Linked DNA regions of Hordeum vulgare: regions 1 and 3 are each linked to region 2. The links are chromatin contacts, called in public Hi-C maps. All regions are on one chromosome and are shown on one strand. Each heading gives the region's core, a stretch centred on a gene start, on an enhancer-like site or on the middle of the called end of the contact. The rest is flanking DNA. Distances are from core to core; before and after follow the strand shown. Region 1 holds the start of LOC123444545 (alpha-mannosidase I MNS4). Region 2 holds the start of LOC123444544. Region 3 holds the start of LOC123444542 (probable myosin-binding protein 6).

The links. Hi-C and Micro-C count contacts between places; a contact is called where the count stands out from the background.
Region 1: a Hi-C map of leaf shows a contact between it and region 2, with 3 times the contacts expected there. The contact joins the promoter of LOC123444545 here to the promoter of LOC123444544 in region 2. A contact is called at or near these places in 2 of 6 Hi-C or Micro-C datasets (leaf and seedling).
Region 3: a Hi-C map of seedling shows a contact between it and region 2, with 4 times the contacts expected there. The contact joins the promoter of LOC123444542 here to the promoter of LOC123444544 in region 2. A contact is called at or near these places in 5 of 6 Hi-C or Micro-C datasets (leaf, seedling and an unstated tissue) and 1 of 1 datasets of contacts at active chromatin or transcription factors (embryo).

The regions. Positions count from the first base shown.
Region 1 is chr3H:507,237,401-507,240,678 of MorexV3_pseudomolecules_assembly, forward strand. LOC123444545 (alpha-mannosidase I MNS4) reads right to left here and starts at 1,518. Exons shown (of 17, transcript XM_045121304.1): 1 at 1,313-1,518; 2 at 1-47. The coding sequence starts at 1,459.
Region 2 is chr3H:507,074,099-507,077,219 of MorexV3_pseudomolecules_assembly, forward strand. LOC123444544 reads left to right here and starts at 1,637. Exons shown (of 8, transcript XM_045121302.1): 1 at 1,637-1,980; 2 at 2,470-2,839. The coding sequence starts at 1,978.
Region 3 is chr3H:506,820,387-506,823,736 of MorexV3_pseudomolecules_assembly, forward strand. It overlaps LOC123444542 (probable myosin-binding protein 6), which reads right to left and starts at 1,363. Exons shown (of 6, transcript XM_045121299.1): 1 at 1,065-1,363; 2 at 1-285. The coding sequence starts at 206.

The sequences.
Region 1 (3,278 bases), core at 268-2,767, 160 kb after region 2:
GCATGTTGCATGTACCCATCAAATGCATGATAAAACATATCTTTCACCTGCATAAAAACATATACTTCTGTCTGTTAGCATTTCAACAAATTTTAGGTCAAGACAGGGCAGTAAAAACTATTCTAGCTTGTTCTTATGCCATTTAGAGACTCTCGAGTTATTGCCACTATTGCCTTCCAAGGTAAGAAAGTATTACAAGCATGATTGGTTAACAAGTTAATATGTGATGTTATCTTGGTTGAGTACAGAGGAAGACACAAAGGATTCCTCTTGGATAAATCAGATAATTGAACTGGCCTAAGCTGCACCTGGTAAAAAACGAGCTATAATTTGATTATAACCTCATATCCTAACATCAAGAACATCACCAGAATGTGCCTCGCACAAGGCACAAAATATTCAGAACCTTACCCAGAAATGCTTCGTTACAAGATAAATTTAAAAAGGTTCAGAAAAAAAAAGTGAAGTCTTTTTCTCAAAACAGGGCAACCTCAAAAGCACCACAAAGTTGAGGCAACTTGAGGCCCGAAAATGATCTCGTCCAATAAAAATCCAACGGGTATGCTCATAAAAATGCCTTCGTAACTGGGGTATAGGGTGGAGGGACGATTGCTTCAAGTCCCAACTGGTACCACTATTTTTATTTTATTTTTGCGAGATAATTGGTACCACTGTTAACACGATCTTACAACTAATAACATGTGCCGGTGCGTTTCGGGAATGCCAAATCTAAAACTGAGCTGTGGCTGTAGTTGTTTTTTCACTCAAGTAAGCTTGAGTAGTACACATGCTCACAAGCACAATCGAACAATGATCCGGAGGGGGGGATATGAAACTTTCACCAAAGGTGTCAGCAATATTCATGAATCGAAGAAATGTGCCCTGACAGGAACACTAACAGTGCCTTTTGGCATCTCACATCAGGCATGAAAAGACCAAAAGTGGTGGTCGTATGATACAGCTCACAAATGTGGCCCCAAGTAGTGAACTCTTGGAAGTCAGTTCCTACATTCTCCTGGGATAAACAGTGGGTAAGACTGAAGCCAGGAATCTAACATTTTTTTCCAGGAATAAACCGCGGGTTCGGCAAAAGCCATGAATCTAAAAATTTAACTAGCCAAACCAAGCAAGCTGATCAGTCCGGGGAGCCTAGCTCCAGATTGCAAAACCAGCTTGCAACCGAACTGAAGCAAACGATACCATTCGGGAAAGCCGAACTGTAATGGAACCATGGAACTAGGCAACTAGCTACTAAGCTACGACAGGCTGCGGCTAGGAGTGGCGGATCTGAGGCAGGGACGGGGCGGGCTACCTCGTCGCGTAGCCGGAGCGCCTCGGTAGGCGTGACGCCGTCTGCGACGGCGGCGCCGGGGAGCAGGGCGACCGCGAGGAGGGCGGCGGAGAGGCAGAGGAGGGGGGAGCCCCGGCCTTGGCTCCGCAGCCGCATCGGCTGCATCATGTTCGGGTTTGGGGACGGGCCCGAGAGACGAGGGGGAGCCCGGGAGGAGGGAGATAGGACTGCCAGGACAGGACACTCCGTCTCCAGGATACAAACACGACTCGAGGAGACGTGTTCTGAAAAAAAAAACATACTAATAAATACAACTACTCTAAATATAAGTATTTTAAAAGATTTCATTTTAATATGAACTACTCCCTCCGTCCCAAAATAATTGTCTCAAATTTAATATAACTCCGTAGTAGAGCTAGTACAAAGTTGAGACACTTATTTTAAGACAGAACGAGTATATATGAAGCAAGATGAATAAATTTATACTCTAAATTAAATCTAGATACATTTATATGTAATCTTTAGAAAAATCTCTAGAAAAAACTTATATTTATGAATGGAGTGAGTAGTAAGTGCGAGGGTGCAATGTATGTGATATTTGACATAATATTAATTACATATTGATAGAGTTACAGGTATTTTCGAACAGAGAAAGTACTGGATAAAATATTAATTGTAATTAGATGTGATCAGTGTTGGCTTGAAAGGCCCACATTGGTGTACTATATGGGTGTGTTTCGTTATGACCGTCGCCCTAAGCAATGAAGGACCTACATACTCTCGTGTTGCTGGTAAGTTAGGAAGTGTGAAACACCGCAATGCTTATGTTGGAGAATGCATCCCCGCGATTTCAACCAAATCTAAAGAGTAGGAGATAAGAATAAACCCACCTTTGATAAGAGAAGGATCAACAAATTTAGGGACACACTCGCTGAAGGCAAGCTCAAGGAGATACACTTGCACAACCGCCGCTTCATCTCGAGTAATGAGCGTCAGGACCCAATCTTGAGCAAGCTTGACTCCTTTTCATGTAACTCCGACTCAGACATCACCTTTGACAATCACATCCTCCATGCCCTTTCGTCTTCCCTTTCGGATCACTGTCTGCTTCTGTTGTCGCAAGATGTTGGTCCTAAGCGCCCTCGCAGCTTCCGTTTTGAAAATTTATGGCTTTCTATGCCCGAGTCGGCGCAGCTTCCGTTTTGAAAATTTATGGCTTTCTATGCCCGAGTTCCACCAAATTTTCCAACAAGCTTCGGATGTCCCTACTGAACACCTTGAGACTTGCCATGTCTTATTCCACAAGCTTCGCAAAAGAGCCTTCATGCTCAAATGTTGGAGCAAGAGGTTATTCTCCTCAGCCAAGATCCATCTTCACATGGCACTGCATATCATCCTTCACCTTGACACCCCTCAAGATAACAAACCTCTCTCGCCATAAGAGTCCAACTTGCGATCTAGACTGAAGAGGCGAGTTATCGGGTTGGCCCCCTGGTTCGAGTTAGAAAAAAGCAATGCGTCTGGGTGAAAATTTTGAATGAGGGCGACGCCAACACCAAGTTCTTCCACCTTCGAGTCAATGCGAGAAGAATAAAAAACTTCATCCACCGGCTAAAGGTTGGCCATGGTTGGGTTACCTCACACGAAGGAAAAATGAAGGCGACAGAAGACCATTTCAAGAAGATCTTTCACAAAGCACAAAAAGGACAAAGTATTTCAACTGGTATGCACTAGACCTCGAGGGTGTGGATCTTTCCATCCTCGGCAATACTCTGAATGAGAACGAGGTTCTTGCTGCCATCTCTCAGTTACCTGTGGACAAGGCCCCCGGGCCCAACGGATTCACTGGTGCCTTTTTCAAGTCATCGTGCTGGGATATTATCAAAGTGGATGTGATGAAGGCAATCCAATCCTTTTTCAAATTTGCAGGCGTCCAACCTGCACCGGCTCAACTCGGCGAATATAGTGTATTCGTGTTGCTTCCTAA
Region 2 (3,121 bases), core at 387-2,886:
CTCGCTGGAAACGAATTCTTGCTTCATTGGGATACAAAGTGAACATTTATAATGGACACATATTTCCTGTAAGATCGAAACTAGGCTATTGTTGAAGAAAAATATTGAATTTATGGAAGCACATATCTGACAAATAAATCGGGTGAAGAAAACAAAGTATCAATCCTGGAAGGTCTCATAGATGGAAGCACTAAATTGGAAGCAAACTTTTTTTTACGTAAATTAGAACCAAATTTGTTTTAGCTTGAATTGGAATTAAAAAATATGAACTAGTAATTGAATCTAACTTTGATGGGAAACACATCTAGTCAGTAGTGTGATTATGATAGGAATATTCCCATGCTCATGTTGCCATATGTGTTATGGAAGAGAAACAACCAGGTAGTACTTTGGGGATTTATCATCAAGAATCGAAGCATCATTTACACGGTTTATTATACCATAGAATTTAGGAACACGTTTCCGAACAGACCTATTTTCATGCTTCCGTCGCACAGGTGCAAAAATCTGATAAGCTAGCGTGATTTAAGGAAGCATCCAACAAGAAAACAATGATCTAGGAAGGAAGAAGGAAAATACGCATGGAGCTAATCATGTAGGGCGTGGGTTACGGGAGCAGTTAGGAAAGCACTCAATTAGCAACTACAACTAATCTTTTGTGGGCCTAAGTTAGTAAATCGGAGGTGCCTCCTGCTTTTAATCCGATGGCCAACGACTAGTCTGATGGATGTAAAGCATCAGTAGTCTGATGCCTAGTGGTTCCCTATATATATACCTGAAATATAACCGTTAAAATAGAGCAGTTGGAATATAGCTGTTGAAGGTTATAAAACAATAGCTGAATTGATAGTTATAAAATAATATTATAATCTTGGAGAGAGAATATAGATGTTCTATATATAGGCATTCAGTCGCGAAACTGAATTTGAATATGAGAAAAATCTTTTTAAATCATTATCTATACGAACATATTGACATCAAATACACACATGCTATTGAAGATACTGTTATGACACATTTATGATGTAATCTAACGTAGTTCTACATAGTCGTTGCAGTTTTTTCTACTACTCCTTGGAATATGTTTTTCCTACTGTACTAGTACATGCTTGTAAGGCCTTGTAATCCCTCGAATAAAAAGGACGCGCACAATCATACTAGCAGCATCGATCCCAGTACTGTTTTTCCTTGCAATGAAATCATCACAACATAGCAGCTCCATACACACACGGACCGAAAATTCTCGGCGGAGAAGATTCCGAGAATCCACCCTCTTTACACGCGCACGGCGATTCCCGATCCCACCCTCCTTTTCCACGCACGGAGATTCCCCTTCATCCTCCTCGCGAGTTCCCCCATAACACCACCCCGCACCGCAGTTCACTCAACAACCCGTGTTATCTCCGTCCCCGTCACCTACAGGCGACGCTGCCCTACCACGACACGGACAGCTCCGGCCCCGGCACGCGCCACATCGGCCGTCTCGACGACGCGCGGCCGTCGGATCGCCGCCATCGTCTTCGTCCCCGCGATTTCTTTCTTTCTTCCCCGTAATAAAACCCGAAGCCGCAGCGCGGGTAGGGCAGGGCAGGGGGGGGACCGAGGCGGTAGTCATGTGTCTCAGGCGCCCTCTACGTGGCGCAGCCTCCGCCTCGCGTTCCGGCGCTCCTCCGCCGCATGCGGCGCGCACGGCACAAACAAAGCATCTCCACCCGCACTCCCCACCGCGGCGATGCTGCCCTCCTAGACCGCTCCCAAATTCTCCGCCCAACCAGAGCCAGGCTAGCTAGCTAGCTAGCCCGCCATAAGCCGCAGGCGCCGCTGACCGGATAGACGGATGCCCTGGCCTCCATTCGCCGCCGCCCGCCGCTAAATCCCTCCTCCTACTCCTGCCTCAGCGTGGTGGTGGCGGTGGTGGTGGTGTGCCGGACCGACCGTGGCCCGCCGTACTCGGGGACTGCAATGCTGTGACATGACATGGTTAGTTGCTCGCCGCTCCCAGAGGTCGGCTGTTGCATCAGCGATCACTCTCCTGTACTTGTTTCATTTATTTATACGCTCGCTCGCTCGCTTTTCCCGGCCGATGCTGTCTTGATTATTCTGCTTCCGGCGTTAAGCTAGCCTTTTGATTTTGTAAGAACGACATACTAGTATGGCACAAGTCGGTGTACATGTCTACTTTTCCATCTAAATTGGGTAAGTATAGTTGTGTTGCCTTGCGTCATGATCCATTCGTTTCGGGTTCCTAGCAAGGTGAACAGGCAAATAAGGGAGGGGATATTTGCAAAATCTTATTATAACTTTTTTTTTCGAGGAAATCTATTTATTATTTTGGAAAAATAGAGCAACGAGTTTTTTTTTTTTGCATCTGTTAGTTTGTTTCTAGTAGTTCGTTAGCTATAGCATAGTTTGTTTATAGAGCTGCTTTACTTGTTTCAAACATCCTCTTACCTTATGGTCTGCTGAAAGGCATCTGGTGGGCATTCAGGTGCAGGTGTAAATGCAATCGAAATATCCGGCATGAGCCCTCTGTCCGAGCTGGTGTGGTCTCCGGATGATGGTCTCAGCATTAAAATCGCGGCGTCCAGCCTAAGCACAAGAAAAGCCTCTCTTCGCTGGAACGCGGATACTTTGAACATAGTGATATCTTCGCCTCAGCAGAGCGGCGCCAAGAGTGGTGATAACGTAGATGCCACCCTAAGGGATGCAGGAGAAATGCCGTCGCAACCTCCAACTCACGGTGACACCTCAGTGAGAGTATCCGCGGATAGTCCAAATAGAACACAAAACATTGATGTGCAACAATCTACTTCTATAACATCACAGGAACAAGATTCAAGTAAGTTTAAAAGACACCAATCTAATTTAGTGAGTTCGAGTGGTTTAGACACGTTGATGCTTGGCTTTGGCTTTGGCTTAGAGATCTGCATTTAGCAACAGTTGCTGGTCGAGTTAACTGCTTACCTTGCCAGAAGAGTCCAAACTGTGTGAACATAACCGGCACAAATTTCAGATGTGTCAAACATCATTATTCCCTAATGTTTGTTTGCGAGATTTGTTATCAATCATACGTTCTTAACTTTTCGCACTTTATTTCGTCTACCATGTCATTGATAGCCGG
Region 3 (3,350 bases), core at 113-2,612, 250 kb before region 2:
TAGAAGCACGGCTCCTCGTTCCCGAGGACATGATCTAGCCTCGAGCAGAACGGACAAGGTACCGGTAGTTTGCAGAGACGGGCAAATCGGGTGATGAGGAAGGAGTAAACTGCATCGATGAACAGCAGAAGCATCAAGATCCACTCGAGCAATGCGGAGGACAGTGTGACTGGCAGTCGACGCAGGACTGTCATCCTTGTTCCCATTGTCTGACAGAATTACTTGAATCTTCGCTTCAACGCGCTGTTTAGATGGTCAGAGGTGGTTGGTGTTGAAGCAGGATCTCTACAAGAAGTCAAATCAAAGTTAATAACCAGCAAAGTTTGAGTTTTACTTGTGTGTTACGGTTAATCCGGTTCGTGATACAATTAACAAGACTTCATTGAAGCTGTAGCCTGTAGCCTAGAGACATCAGAATTCGGTACGATTAAAACCTTGGCCTTATCATTGAGAAGATGAAGGAGGAAATAATGATGGCAGTGTGCAGTGTCATCGCAGCGATATGGGTGGGTTTGGTGAAGCATAAAGCCAGTCTTAGCTGGAGCGGGAGACCGAATGCCAGGTTGGAAAAGCAATTGATAGCAGCAAGTGTCGGGCAGCAACTTACTAGGCAACCACAGTGGCTAATTGGCAATAGCAGATACACTAGACCAAGAACAAATTATGCAGGACAAGTGATCCCTGTAGTAAGCTGGAACTTGTTGAGAGCTAAGCAACTGAACTCGGCCAACAACACAACATATTCCGGCCACGAAAACCACTTGGCATAATGGGATTCGATTCTAACAGTGATACCCACTTTCCCTCAAAGCTGCGGGTGAAATGCTATCGTCTCAACTCCCAAATCCCCCATAGTCAAATCACTAGTAGGAATCTAGGGTGTGTACAGAATCAAGCAAATGAGCCACGAGCTTAAAACTAAGAATAGAAGGAACAACATGGTAAGCATAATTGCTTCCTTGCAGGTTGAACTTGAAAGACACTGTGCCAAGAAGCAAAGTAAGCTGAAATCACGGGTCAGCCACAGAACAAGATCACAGGAGGAGCGGAGTTAGGATTAGGACCTCGCCTTTGGATCCAAGCCGAGAATCAGCACGCCGCGAGAGATCCCGATCTGCGACGATATATGGCCGGAGCAGGCGCCAAAAAGGAAGGGGGTGGCTAAGCGGAGCAGCGTCAGGAGGAGGAGGAAAATGATGAGGCGGAAAGGTGGCAGGGAAATATATTCTCCCCACCGCCGAAACGAGCCAAAACCGAAAGCGGGGGCAAGTGGGCGGTGGCCGGTGGCGAGGCCACGACGGAGCGGCGTGCCGAAACGGAGAAAGCCGGCCTCAGCGGGCCGGACAGCGACGCGGGGCGGTCAGAGTCAGACGAGGGCCGAAAGGCCTGCGGTGGTTGAGCTCTTCCGTCCCTCGGTTTTAGTTGGTCTAGTGGTCACTGCTGCTGAGTAGATTAGCGCTAACGGGGGTTGTTTAGGCTGCCCCGTGGAAAATGACGTCTCGATGTGAACGGAGGAATCATATCAATAATGGACTGGAGTGGATGATGGCGGTACTGATTGGGAGCCTGACTGTCCACGCCATGATCTTCAAAGCTAGAGTCTAGAGAAGAATAACTTATATCTTCCTTGATGAACCCACTTTCAATACATTGGTGCTAAGATGAGGGGCTAAACACGTCAAATAGAGTCTAGAGAAGAGTAACTTATATCTTCCTTGATGAACCCACTTCCAATACATTGGTGCTAAGATGAGGTGCTAAACACGTCAAATAGAGTCTAGAGAAGAGTAACTTATATCTTCCTTGATGAACCCACTTTCAATACATTGGTGCTAAGATGAGGGGCTAAACACGTCAAATAGAGTCTAGAGAAGAGTAACTTATATCTTCCTTGATGAACCCACTTCCAATACATTGGTGCTAAGATGAGGTGCTAAACACGTCAAATAGTTTAACAACTAAAGTCTCTGATGCATAGTTGCTTAGCTTATTGTAGCTAAGGGGGGTGTTTGTTTCTCAAGGGACTAGACTTTTTCTAGTCCCACGGACTAAAGAAAAAAGTACCTTCAGTAGAGTCTTTTTTTAGTCCCTTAAAAAAAGTCCCTCCCGTTTGGTTACACACGGACTAAACAGGACTTTTTTTAGTCTAGTCCCAGTGAAACAAACAGGGCCTTTGCATCCTTATTTAATACTTTTACAACTAAAGTTATGTATGCATTGGTGTATTTCTTTCATTTAGTTTTTTTACCTAGGTTCACACGCTTAGCATTGTTTTTTTTGGGTCACCATACTCATCTCTCTCCTATTAATTAGTTTGTCATATTAGATTTTTTACCTATGTTGCCTCACTTGTCATGGATGGGCTCCTTCCACTTGGAATTTGTGGTGCCTAGGATGCGCTCCCTGGAGTTGCATATGGGATGCTTCCCCATAGGACATCCGTAGTGGGTTTCCTTCTCTTGGCCGATGAGATCTGACTTTGCAGCTAAGGATCCCAAGCCACCGCCATAGAATGTTTCCTTAAAAAATGACAAAAGGGGCTCGATGGCATACAAGGATCGCAAATCCTTGACTGTGAGGTAGAGGAGATCAGCGGCGGGGCCTATGAAGAGACTGACGATGGTCGAACTAGAGGCATTGCCGGTGGAACACTTAACCCGTGACATGTCCTTAATGAAGATGTCAATGTTGATGAGCTTGATGTCATTGCCAGCTCTCCTGAGATACAGGAATACACGAGCCTGCAAACTTGAAGCCTTCGACATTACAATGTAGTCAATTCCCTCACCAGCTTTAACGACGAGGTATTCCTCCGGGATCGATGGGTTGGAACAAACGATGCCACCTCGCGCCTTTGCTCGTATGCTCCTCGTTCTCCCCGGGATATGTTGTCGGGCTTAGGCCGCGACTCTCTAGGGTACATGATGGGGATCAGGGGGAAAGGGACACCGCACGCCTCGTCGAAAAACTTAGGGCAGCGAGGGTGTATGTGGATCGGTGGGTAACCTGAACTTGTGTAACTAGGAGGCACATGCATACTGGCTAAGGTTGGTGGTGGAGGGCGGCAGCAGGGGCGAGCTAGGGTTCAAGTGGGGGAGAAGGGAGAGGGGTGTGGACTGTGGCGGGGGTGGTGTTTTGCGGATATGTTGCGGCTACTAAAACATTTAGTAATGGTGGGTGGATATGATGGTGGACAAGAGATGGCGACGGTTCAAATGCCTCGGCAACTGAAATTTTACTATAGGGTCGGTGGTAGACGAGGGAGGGGTGGCGGTTGAGAATACCGCAACCATTAAAATTTGAGTAAAGGAACTGAAGCGGGGTGAGAGCAGCCAAGATCACGCACGGTC